Linked DNA regions of Anas platyrhynchos: regions 2 and 3 are each linked to region 1. A link is a contact called in public Hi-C data. All regions are on one chromosome and are shown on one strand. Each heading gives the region's core, a stretch centred on a gene start, on an enhancer-like site or on the middle of the called end of the contact. The rest is flanking DNA. Distances are from core to core; before and after follow the strand shown. Region 1 overlaps NCOA1 (nuclear receptor coactivator 1). Region 2 overlaps NCOA1 (nuclear receptor coactivator 1). Region 3 overlaps NCOA1 (nuclear receptor coactivator 1).

Evidence for each region. A called contact is a pair of places that touch in the nucleus more often than the background predicts.
Region 2: a Hi-C map of liver shows a contact between it and region 1, with 2.4 times the contacts expected there. The contact joins two enhancer-like sites. A contact is called at or near these places in 2 of 8 Hi-C or Micro-C datasets (liver and skeletal muscle).
Region 3: a Hi-C map of liver shows a contact between it and region 1, with 1.5 times the contacts expected there. The contact joins two enhancer-like sites. A contact is called at or near these places in 2 of 8 Hi-C or Micro-C datasets (liver and skeletal muscle).

What each region holds. Positions count from the first base shown.
Region 1 is chr3:119,188,957-119,192,680 of IASCAAS_PekinDuck_T2T, reverse strand. All of the region lies in intron 1 of NCOA1 (nuclear receptor coactivator 1), which reads right to left. Among named protein-coding and RNA genes, the nearest start is that of NCOA1, 41 kb to the right of the region's middle. Within about 2 kb of position 2,205, at least 1 of the 8 cell types and tissues checked has an H3K27ac peak or open chromatin away from gene starts, as enhancers often do.
Region 2 is chr3:119,152,889-119,157,083 of IASCAAS_PekinDuck_T2T, reverse strand. All of the region lies in intron 1 of NCOA1 (nuclear receptor coactivator 1), which reads right to left. Among named protein-coding and RNA genes, the nearest start is that of NCOA1, 5.5 kb to the right of the region's middle. Within about 2 kb of position 1,698, at least 1 of the 8 cell types and tissues checked has an H3K27ac peak or open chromatin away from gene starts, as enhancers often do.
Region 3 is chr3:119,243,843-119,247,723 of IASCAAS_PekinDuck_T2T, reverse strand. NCOA1 (nuclear receptor coactivator 1) reads right to left here. Exons shown (of 22, transcript XM_038177351.2): 4 at 542-708. Among named protein-coding and RNA genes, the nearest start is that of PTRHD1, 50 kb to the left of the region's middle. Within about 2 kb of position 1,808, at least 2 of the 8 cell types and tissues checked have an H3K27ac peak or open chromatin away from gene starts, as enhancers often do.

The DNA of each region.
Region 1 (3,724 bases), core at 956-3,455:
TCAAGGGGATTTCTCAAGTCCCTCCTCTTCCGCAGGCTCGCTGCAGCGCCTTCAATAAGCCGGGGAGCCTCTGAACCCGAGAGGAGCATAAATAATGATTCCCCTCCCGAGGTACATCGAGCCCGCGATGCGTCCGTGCGCTCCAGCCACCCGCTCTGCTCTAAGTCACGGCACGGATCAAGAGGAACCTCGCTCCTCTCAACCCAAATGCCGGTATTTTATCAAACCCAGGGCTTGCAAAGTCCTTGCTCGGCTGAAAAATAAATTTTTTGCTCTTCGTATTACAAAGTATCGCCAAAATTTGAACAAAAAAGTCATTTCAAACAAGAACCACGGAGACGAGCTCTGCAAAATCTCCTCCAAGCCACTCCGCACGCTGCAGGCTCCATCTGATCTAGCCGGCCACCACCAAGACAAGTCACACCACTGCTTTTAAGTTTTATTTCTAGCGGCCAAAAATTAATCTTCATCAGCCTGAGCCACCTAAGGGCTGATAGGAAACCCAGGCGTGTAGTTGCGGGGTCTCCTCTGCCGTCACCCCACGGAGGTGCCCGTGGAGGTGCCCAGGCATCGCAGCTCAGCACGCGGGGCTGGCAGCAAACCCTTTTTGTTTTAATTGCCTTACTTTGTGGGTTTTTTTCCTCGCTGGTTCAGCCCAGGGTCGGACACACACAGAGGGCCAGGCTGCGGGGCCAGGCATGGGACGGGAGGAGGGACCAGGGGGATCAGGTTTGGTCCCCAAGGAACCGCCACATCCAGAGCCCACGTTAGGGCGAGGAATTACTTCCAGGACGTGCCTGTTCCCTTTTTTTCTCTCTCTCCCATTCTTAGATCTTAATAACGCAGCCATCGTTAGCAGTACAACTGCTGTAAGTCACTCGTTATGATTTATCCATGCAAAATCAGGGAAGGCAAAAGGAGGGAGTCCAAAACCAGCAGCATCTCCAAGGAACAGCTCAGGAAACGCAGGGATCTGCACCCCAAAAGGCACAGCCCAAGGATTAGGGATGCTCCTGATGCTCCCACTCTGTACACACAGGCACAGGAATGGGCACAAAGGTCCAGAAGAGGAAGAAAAAGCATCTTAATGCCATCCATGACAGCTCCTGAGCTGACACGGGGATTGGGATGAAAGCTAGAAGTCGGGAGAGGCTGTGGTTGTTGTGATCACTTCCACCAAATAAACCTAAAGCAACATCCCCCACCCTCAGCGTGCCGGGAGGGCTGCACTCACCTCCCTTCGGACAACGAGATGGGATGATGCGAAGGAGGGAGGGTTAAAACCAGGAAAAATATAAATACTGATGGCAACGGTGAGTACGTGTTTGCAGAATCTCGGGGTGAGGTGTGTGGCAGGGGGGGATTTGGCTCCCGGTGCTAAAAAGGGCAATTGGGTGTGTTTTAAAAAAATGAACTACTCACCCCAAGCTGGCCCTGATGGAAAAGAAAGCAACTAGCAGAGTATATAAAAAATATATTTTGGAATTATATATTATATATTATTATTATATAATATGTTATATAATGCATTATTAGAATTATATTATATAGAATATTTATATATATATATGAAATGGAAAGAAGAAACATGGAAAAATGGAAAGAAGAGCAAATAAACTGTTGGCATATTAAAATACATCAGAAATGATGTGATACAAAAGAGCAAGAGAAGCCGAAAGGCACAAGAAGAACACAGTATTTGTAGGTTTGAGCACCCCGAGGTATCCCCATTACCTACAAACAGGGAATTCAGGCAGGGGCTGAGCACAGTCACTGCACGGGACCAGAGCAGCCACCAGCAATATCACAGGAACGGCAGAAGAATGCCCCAAATATTATATTTGTTAATTAAGAAAGGTATAGGCGAGCTGCAGGATGATACAGAGACGTTTCCTACTCCGAGCAGCATTTCAGGCAGCTGGGAAACGACAGCTATCGACGCAGGGCATTTTAAAGCAAGAGATCTTCACCTGGATCCTAGAGATCTTCACCCCGAGCACCATTTATCTGACTTTTCAGCCAGTTTTAACTTGGAGAATATTGAAGGAAACGCTGCTGGGCCAATATTTGAAGCACCAGGAGGGCGAGCGAGCGAGCAGCCCAGCTCACACCCCACGCAGACGAGGGACACGCTGCCGCTGTAAGCCCCGAGCAGGAATCAGAGGAAGCAAATAGCTGATGGCTATCAGCACAGATCACTCGTGGGGGTGTTTTCGCCAGGATTACAAGGTCGCCTGCAAACCCTAGCAGCTCTGATGCAACGTACTTGGAGTTCTGTAAATGATTGAACTTTGCAGGGTACGATTTCTCAAGTCACTGGAATCGCATTACATAACACGGGATATATTAAATAGATTAATAATTGGCCAGGCGACAAGTCATAAAAGCTAACTAGATCATCATCAATCACGTGCTCGTGCTGAAATCCCAGCAGGATCGGTTCTCGTGCCCTACATTACTCATTTCCCTGCAGGTCACAAGCAAAACTCAAGCTCACGCCGACTCCAGATCTGCATCTTCCACCGCGCCGACTACAAGCGAAGACGTTGCATGTCCTGATCAACGACTGCAAACTTGCATCTAGGAACAGAAAACCTTCCAAAAGCCAGGGGAGGGAGGCAGCAGCAGCAGATCAAGTCAGTAGCAGCCTGCTTGGTGCAGCGAGGGAGTGACAACTGAAAGCAGCAGGTGGCGAGTCCAAAAACCAAAGCAGAGACGGAGGTTTCTTCGCCCACGAGCCAGCGCGGTGCTCGAGCTCCTCGCCACAGGATGTTGTGCACGCCGAGAGGCTGTGCGAGCTCAAAGGGGGGGGGACTGGACATGCCACGGAGCAAAAATCCCCCAGTGGTTGCTAAATAAGACAGAAATCATCTCTGGCTGAGAGTCCTGTTAAACGAGCAGAGCTGGGCGAGTGTCCTGCAGTTCCTGGGTCCTCTTGGAGGCTGCACTCACAGAACCGAGCTCCCATCGCTGCAGATCCCTTAATTCCACCCTGAGAAGAGCAAACAGCACTGCAAAGCAGGAATTTGGGAACAAAGACCTCGGGGGCTGCGTTGCCCTGCCCCTGGCACAGCAGCGAAACCAGGGAGGTTCCCGAATTACAACGCAGGCTGTTGAAAGGATGCTGAAAGACCCAAAAGTGTTCGTGGTGAGAGGTCACAGCAGCGTGGCGCAGTCGGTTTTTAGGGAGAAGATTGGAGGTGACTGCACTGCCACCTGTAAAAACCCAGCTTAAGAGAAAAATGTAGGGGCCAGGCACCTCAGACCATGAGGCAAAAGAAACCAGGGAGCCAAAAACCTCTTTTATGTGATTCTGCGAAGATTGCTCAGGTCGGGGAGGCTGCAGGGCTGCTCTCCACGAGTCCACGGCAGCCCAGGAGCAGGAGAAGCGGCCGTCCCGCTGCCAGCAGCCCGGGAAGGGCAGAAATGAGTGAAAAGAGCTGAATCTTGGCTCTCCTTCCCAGAGCACAACACCTCGAGGCAATGATAAAAGTCACTTACAAGTGGTATTAGGCACGAGCTTTCAGCTGAAGATATAAAGATACCTGGAGGACAGGTAAAGGAAGGAAGTATCCATAGGTTACGTACATCAACTGCACTGGGTATTTTCCCCCTCATCAGAAAGCCTTTTAATTAGTAGCAACATGCATTTAGAGATTTCCAACATTTTTTAAAAAAAAGTCCTTTCAATAAAGCTCGCACTGACTGGTGATCTTTGCTCTTC
Region 2 (4,195 bases), core at 449-2,948, 35 kb after region 1:
CATGTGGCTACAAAATTATAATTACAGTTGCATCTGTTTTTCCTAACTTTAGAAACGTTCAGCTTTACAAACTAGATCGCTTTTTTTGTTTAAACTTCCCAGGTTTTGGTTCTAGTCTGCAATAACAAATTGTTTTGTTTTGTTTTTTATAAGCCGTATTTAAACATACTTCATCCACAGAAGTACCAGGAAACTCTATTAAATTATCACATTGTCACATCGAAACAGGCTTAATTAATACAATTTAGGTAGTTTATTTTTTTCATTTTCACTGAATTTGAAAAATAAACTAGATTAAGTTACACTTCCCATGGAGCTATTTTCCATACAGCAAGCTTTGTATATACTGTACGGTTTCCTTTTCCAACAACAATAAAAGTGCAAAATCGGGCCAAATGCTATTTTCAATGACATTTCTGAATTCATTAAAGCTTTTTCTTCTATTTACTTTGGGCCTTCAAAGGGATTATCGCCACTGCATCTTCAAAAAACAGAACTTGATGCCAACATCGTCGAGTCTGGGCAAACTGCTCTAAAGGTTAAGGACGTGACTATTAATCCAGCTGTCAGAGGTGCCGGGATAGCACGGCTTCCACTGCTTTTGGTGTGCAAAAAAAAGATTTGATTACAACAAAATATCAATCTACGAATGCAATTTCACACACCCAGAGAAAATTCACATATGAATATTTTTACTATGAAGAGTTAAGAGTAACCTCTATTGAAAAATAACCATGTGGACACTAGAATAAAGACGGGAGAGCACCAAGAAAGCCTGCAGACAGTACAAACACAAGCCTTAATTTAAATTAAAGCCTTCATATAAAAGAAAGCACGAGTTGCATGCTGCTGAGGCAGAGCTAGCTCAAGTCCTTGTTCCTACCCCAGGAGTCTCAGAGGTGTACGTACCGCGGTGCTTCACCACCAGCTCTCCCTTTTTCCGCGAACCAGCACCCTTATCATGACGTTTGGAGACACAAACGGGGATATTTTATACCTCGAATCCACTCCAGGAAATTCTACCTACCGACAATTAGGCTTCTGACTGATTACATCTCAATAAACACCGGGACTTTGCGCTCAGCTTCACCTAAGCTGAGATACAAGCACCTTGTAAACGCTCCAGTTTCACGCGTAACAGTTTCGGGCACGCAGCACTTCGCTATTAAATCTGAATTTAGGAGTCGTACGAGAACGCAGCACGGCTCCTACTGTAAACGTTTGTCCTGTAAATGTTTCCAGAGTGCCCAGTTATCATGCCTGAAATCCTAACGCGGCATCTCCCATCATTAAAACTCGCCTGCTCTCTGCCTCTCCGCTGAGCGCGTCGGGAGCACGGAAGAAAAGCCTGGGGAACTCATCCTGCTTGGAAATCTCCGCTCATAAAAGAGAAAGAAGCAGCCAGCTGTTTACAGAACGAGCCGTAAGACCCAGGACTCTCCTTGTCAGCAACCACGTCCGAGAAGCACAAGAAAGACAAAAAGGGGGTGAAGCTCCCACGCCCAGCCTACAACAGGTTGAACTCCGGCTTGTTTATTTCCAGGCACAATTTTTCCAGTATGATTTAAAAGAACTGGTCACAAGCATGTGTCAAACTCCTTTGCAGGTTAGTCAGACTTTTTTTAAACAAGAACTTCAAAGGCCGAGGCTTGAATAGCACTTCCAGTAAAAAGCTCATCTCTCAACTTCTTCAAGACCTTTGAAGTGTGTTGATAAAACTGGATGTAAAGGCTCAGATTAAGAGCAAAACACAGGCTCTGGGGGAGAGAAGAGAGGGCGGATCGGTTAGAAGTATGCTGTTTACAAGAAATAAGAAGAAAGAGAAGTTAAGGAGTCCAAGCTGTGAGATTTCTTGTGCGCTTTACACATGAATTTAATTGATTTAATGGTCTGAAAACTCCAGGGCTTTCCTCTCCTATTTCCTTCAATCCAGGAGTTATACAACGCCAACAGAAAAGGGGAAAAACGAGAGAAAAATATTTTCAGTTTTCATTTTTAAGCCCCGGGTGCGCGGTTTCACTGAAAAATTATAATATCAACTTTATTTTTTATTTATTATTGAAACAACGAGCACGACTCTGAGATCCCTGGACAGGGAATGGATCACTTTGCTGGGGATTGGAAGCTTTCCCTGCTCTTGGGGCCCTTATTTCCCAAAGCCAGCACAGGAGAAAACACTAATGTTAGGTGTGTAATGCTGTCAACACCTCCCCATTTGGAGGCCGTGCGATACCTTTCAAACTCAGAGCAGTGTTGTGATTCTAAACACATCCCTCTGTTCATAATCAAGGCCTGAGCTGCACGTCTGTAGGAAAGCTGCTGATTTGTTTGGTTTTGCAACAGTCCCTCGTCCCTCTTTTCATCCTAGGAATACAAGAACCAAGCCTTCTTGCCTCACCTGCCATGCTGCTTTATTTTTCGGGTCGTTGCGTGCTGCAAACCCAAAAGAAGGAGACCCTTGGAGTTTCAGATGTCAAATTGGAAAAGGAAAACAAAAACCGAATCCAAAGAAACCCGGTTCTCAGCTCGTTTCATGGCATATTCCATGACATATCGTTCAAAATAAACACAGAATACACATAAATAGCTCAAAAATAGACATTTTAATGATTTTTTTTGTTTCAAAATAGCTAGCTGCAGCATCAGCCTCGACTGGGACATTTCTGACACTTGTTTAGAGCAGGACCTGGTGCTTACGGATCCCTTTTTCCTCTGCAGAAGGGTGCCAACGCATCCCACAACCACTCCGCTCATCTGTGGAAGCTGTAAGCTGACAATTTATAGATCTTTAGAGCAAAATATGGGTACCGGAGAGTTCACTCACCAAGGCAAGCCAGCAAATTGTTGACTTAGATGTTGCCTGCGCTGTTTTCATTTCCTAGATCACCTTCCTGCAGCTCTGACTCGCATCTAAGACAAGGCAAACCTCAGCGTGGACACGCTGGTTTAAAATTGACCACCAGGACAGCCTGCCTCAGCTCACAGAACAAACTAAACCGGGTTTCAAGAGGTTTAGGAGCATCCACACAAAGATTTAGCCACGCTGCTTTACAAACCTACCTCGTTTGGGCACGGCGACCTTGTCGGGGCAGCACCTCCATTCCAAGCGCATCCAAGGTCCAGCCCCAAAACCACATCCTGACTTTTTCCAACTCCCCCGAGGGCACCCTAAGGGAAACGTCCCACTGCTCCTGGTGCCGAGATATGCTGGGCTTGCTTCCCAAGCAACTGGGTCAACCGCACGAGAGCCTACCTGTCTTTCAGGGGAGCGAGGAGGAAAAGCATCGCAGGACGATCAGCGCAGAAGCTATCGAGCCTGCATTCTCCCCGCAGAGCGCGTTGGCTCTAGCCCAAAGCCAAGCGAAGCCTAGTTTCTAACCTACATTCCCCGTCAGGTAAATTAGTTCAGGCTTACAGAACCTCCAAACCAGTTCAGCAGATCTGCCTTTTGTAAATGACAGGGGCGCAGGCAAACCATGCAGCGCTGACACATCCTCGATGCTCAGGCCGGGGCTCGGAAGCCTCCGAGCGCTTTAGGTTGGAAGCTTTTGGTGTGGGATGGCATTTCGGGTGGTCATCATCCCACGGGGACGCTGCTGTCGTGGTACAAACCTGTTCTGAGCCAGCCCGACTCTCACCCGCCAGGCTCTGGGTGCAAAATTTGACGGTGCTCACAAGTGAGCCTGAATTTTTAACATCACAGCTACAGACAAACGAATTATTTCGGGTCCTGCTGCATCAAGGGGAGAGGTTAAAGGCTCCCTGGCTGCTCTCAGACACTCCCTGCGACACCTCTGCCCTGCCAGCAGAGCCACTCGTGCGAATCCTCCCCAGCCCAAGGAGCTGGATGAGCTCAAACAGCACCAGGGGCTCGCACATCACCGCCTCCTGCCCCTTTTCCTGCACCACCCCTGGCGGATCTACGACGAGCACCGGTGTTTGCTTCCCAGCGGGCCATAAAGCACTCTTCTGCTGCAATATTATCTAAAACGAAACCAAAACACTCAAAATTTAGGCTGCTGTGCCTCCCGTCCTGCTGCCCAGCACCATCCAGTTGCTTCCCCATCGCAGCTCTGCTCCTCCACCTCTTGCCTTTGGCTCAGACTTAAAGTTTTTGGATGCGGCGTCCACTTTTCCTCTATTTTTCCATCGATCCTACCCCACTGCAAACCCGGACCAGGATTCCCAGGTGCTG
Region 3 (3,881 bases), core at 559-3,058, 55 kb before region 1:
CAAGCATCTCCTCTCTGTTTGCCGTTCGCAGTGCCCGCGTTCGCCGGCGCTAGGTGGCTTCGTGCCCCTCTGATCTGTTGTGTTGGCAGGAAAACACATCTGACAAGGGGAAACGGTTCTCCACGAAATCTTACGCAGCGCGTGGCAGACCCAGCTGTCCTTCACCTTAGCCCAGCTAGAAAACGGGTTTTCTGCTCACCCTAATGGCAGCATTGCTGATAAGTACTGAATAGGACCAGTCCCGAAAGCTTACCACGTGCTTCTCTTCGTTGTAATCTACAAAATAAGCCCAGGACAAACCACAAACCCTGAGCCAGGCACCACCTTGCAGTGAGAAGCACCATCAGACACCAAGGTGGCTCCTCCAACGAGCTCAGCAGCGGCCCTAAAAAGCACTTTTCATCTTAACCCATTCATAAAAGCAGGAAAAGGAAAACTGAAAATGGAAGTCCTGATTATTTGCTCAATTTAGGGTCCACAACGCACCGGGAGAAGGCTCCCCAGCTTTGAGACAAGCCAGGGCAGGAGGCTGCTGCCTTACCTTGCTCCAACCTCTTCATCTGCTGGATCTGGTCAACCGTCTTCTTCAGGATCTTGCATTTGTCTGGTTTGACACTCAGGGTGTCGATGTCCCCGATGTTTGCAGACAGCAGCTCCGCCAGCTCCTCTAAATATTTGTTCTCCTGTTCCCGACGCCGCTTCTCATTGCTGCGACAGAAAATAAACAAATTCAACGCCATGGTAATGATTTCCCTCCGCTGCTCAGCCCAGCCACACCTATGCTAGGCAAGGACCTACAAATACAAGTGCTGGCCACAGTCACGGCCTTGCTATAAGCCAAAAAGCTCCAACACACTGGGGAGTTCATTCAGGCCTTTGTCTGGTTTCATATGTAGAAAAATATTCAAAATTAACGCCAAGGAAGACACGTGTGTCCCAGCCCAGCAGACCTGTAACATCCAGGCCTTTCTCTCCAAGTCAGTTTTAAGCCTACAATTTAAGCCTCTCGTTTTTCTAAAGCCACTCCTCCAGCTGTCGCCAAGTTAAATCCTAAATTCACACCTAGAGGCTAACAACATCCACCAGAGATCACCAAAGCGAAAATCACAGCGACCGTGTCACAGGGACAAGGGCGAGATGAAAAATATTCATGAGATAACTTTTTTTACGCACTGAAAACTGCTTTTTATTATTTTTTTTTAGCCCAAAGCCAGTGCAGAAGCCCCAGCACTCTCCCATCGCTGTTTCTACATTCTGAGGGTTGAGGACAAATTATTCACGTGCTAGAACGTGGCCGGCATTAAAGCCACCCTCCATACCACCTACCAATGCCTTTTATCTGATTTTTTTTGTTTTTTTTTTCAATAAGCCACCTAATCTTTCTTGTAAGCTCCACAGGACGCACTATCTGGAAGATGCTATCTTAGAAATTACTGCCTGAAAGTTACGCCGACATGACGTACATGTGGCACGATGGGATGGTTCTGGCCTCAAAGAGGCCAAGATTTCGCACGTAAGGCAGAGCAGAGTTTCCAGAAGACAAGGCAGGTCCTCCAAAGCCCCTCTGCCCCACGAAGGGGGCGTGGAGCATTGCCAGAAAATGCTATTACCCCAGCTTAATCAAAAACCCAGTTCCAGAGGGAATTTGGATCCCATCACGGATGGGCTCTGATGTGTGCTCTGGGATGAAACGAGCTCTGCTAGCAGCTGGAGGCTTTGCAAAGAGGTTTGCTTTGTTTTATCTGCCAACAGGGGTGCGTAGCGAGAGCAAGGCATCAGGACCTTGAAAATCCCCTGATAACTCTGGGTAATCACAGCTGTCCAAAATCAGAGAGACAACACCAGCCCTCCCCTCCCAGGAGCTCCTTGTGTAGCCTACGTGGTAGTTTCCTTATTCTTCCTTAATTCCAGCCATTTAATTAGCTCAATATCCAGGCCTCACAGGCAGGCTCTGCCCCTCGGGTATTTTGCTGTTGCTTGAAGTTGTTCTCAGGTGAAAATATCTGAAGACTGCAGGCCACGGGGAGCCTCCCATCACCTCCTACAGCACCTCGGCCTCTTCCTCCCCTTGGCACGACTGCCAAGGGGGGCAAGAGAAACGGTTTGCACTCAGGGCACTCAGCAGAGCAGCAGAACCACAAAAGAAAAGAATTATCATCCACAAGGCAAAGCCAGCTGCAGGGTGAGGAGGACACGAGCTGCGTTTCTGCTCGGGTCACCGGCCTTGTGGAGCCCACGGTGAAGACTTTCCATGGGGGGGACACCTGGAAGCTCCCCTGCAGTGACCTCAGGAGCTTTTGCTTCCCAATCCTGCGGCTTTCAAGGGCTTTCAGGGAGCCTGGCCAGCTCCAGGGTCACGGGGCAGGCTGCATTCCCAAGCGGTGCACCAGCAGTGGGTCCCCGCCACGACCTCAGCCTCTTGGACGTGGGCATCAGCGCAGGCAGCACTGCAGAGCAAGGCGAGCTTTGCAAAGTGACCCATTTACAACGTGGAAAGCACCAAGCCCTACCCCATCACACGTCCTCGAGGGACCTAATGCCCTTGGCAGGGACTGGGATGGATGTGGAAGGGATGGGTCTACCCGAAAAGTGTCACCTTGCCCCCTCCTCACTCCTACCGAACGCGCTGCTCCCGTTGCCACCACGAACGTGCTGTAAAGAGGCCAGCAGCGCTTTCGTTTTTTTTTTTTTTCTTGGATATTACCAAAAAGAGAAGCGAGGCAAGGTGCCAACAGGAGAAGAATCCCTAAGCGGAGAGGCAGAAGTGAAGGAAAAGCGAGCGAACCCACTGCAAAGCCCGAGCGAAGCGGCGCGCCGAGCCGGAGGCACGCCACCAAGCACTCAGGATCTACCCAGCCACGGGCAGGCAAATGCTCCTTGCAGGAGCCGGATGAGTATTTTAGTTAAGGTCAAATTAATTCCTAGCTCGCCCCGCGAACCGAAAAGAAATAGCAGGGGGAAAAAAAAAAAATAATAATAAAAAAAAATCCCTCTGTTGTGGGTGAGCTCATTTCATGAAAACCCTTAATGTCGCTGTTGCTGTGGCAACTTTCGAATTGTAGGAGGGAGAATTGGCCAATTTTCCTTACATAAAGGCATCATGAGAATATTACAGCAGTGGGCTGTTCTTTATGACTCCGAATTATCATCAAAAGCAACAGTTAAACCTTCCCGGTTTTAACAAAGGAGGTTTGAAGTTCGCTTTGCTCCAGACCACGTTATGAAGGGACTGTGGGCAGTCTGCGGGACTTCGGGAGGACGAGGTCCCTGCCCTGTGCCACTGCGAGCTGGGAGATTTCCTTTCCTAAAGAAAGCAAAAAACAGCACAGGGGAGGACTTCTTGGTCTTGCTCACGTGCTTCAGCTCTACTGCTTGCTGCTTGGTGGCTTCGAGCTTCTACGAAGACTTTTGGGTGCTTCGTGCGTGTGAAGAATTGTGCTTGGATGAGGAAGGAGAATCCTTCATCCCAAAGTCCCTACTTCTCTACGATCAGTTTGTTCCTCGCCCTGCACATCTGGAAAACTTTCTGATGTCTCTTCTCGGGGCGCTTAGTGGTGTGAAAAGCAAACACGAGCCTCGTTTCCCAAAGGCAGACCAGACAAAGCAAGGCCAGGTGTGTGTGCCCGTGTATCTAGAGCAGGTCCTCCAGGAGGGGGGTGCGAGCCCACCTTGCTCCCCATGGCAGAGCTGTGGGGACTCGAAGCACGGGGGCTTCATCCTGGGGTGGGGACCAGCCCTGAGAGCAGCCTGGAGCCAGCAGCGAGGGCTGCAGAGCTCTGACTCAAACAGGCACCGACTCCAGTGACTCAGCCAGAAATGGGAAACGGCTCACGTGATGGCTACAGCATTTGTTAGGAATAAGGCAGATACCTCAAGGGCTA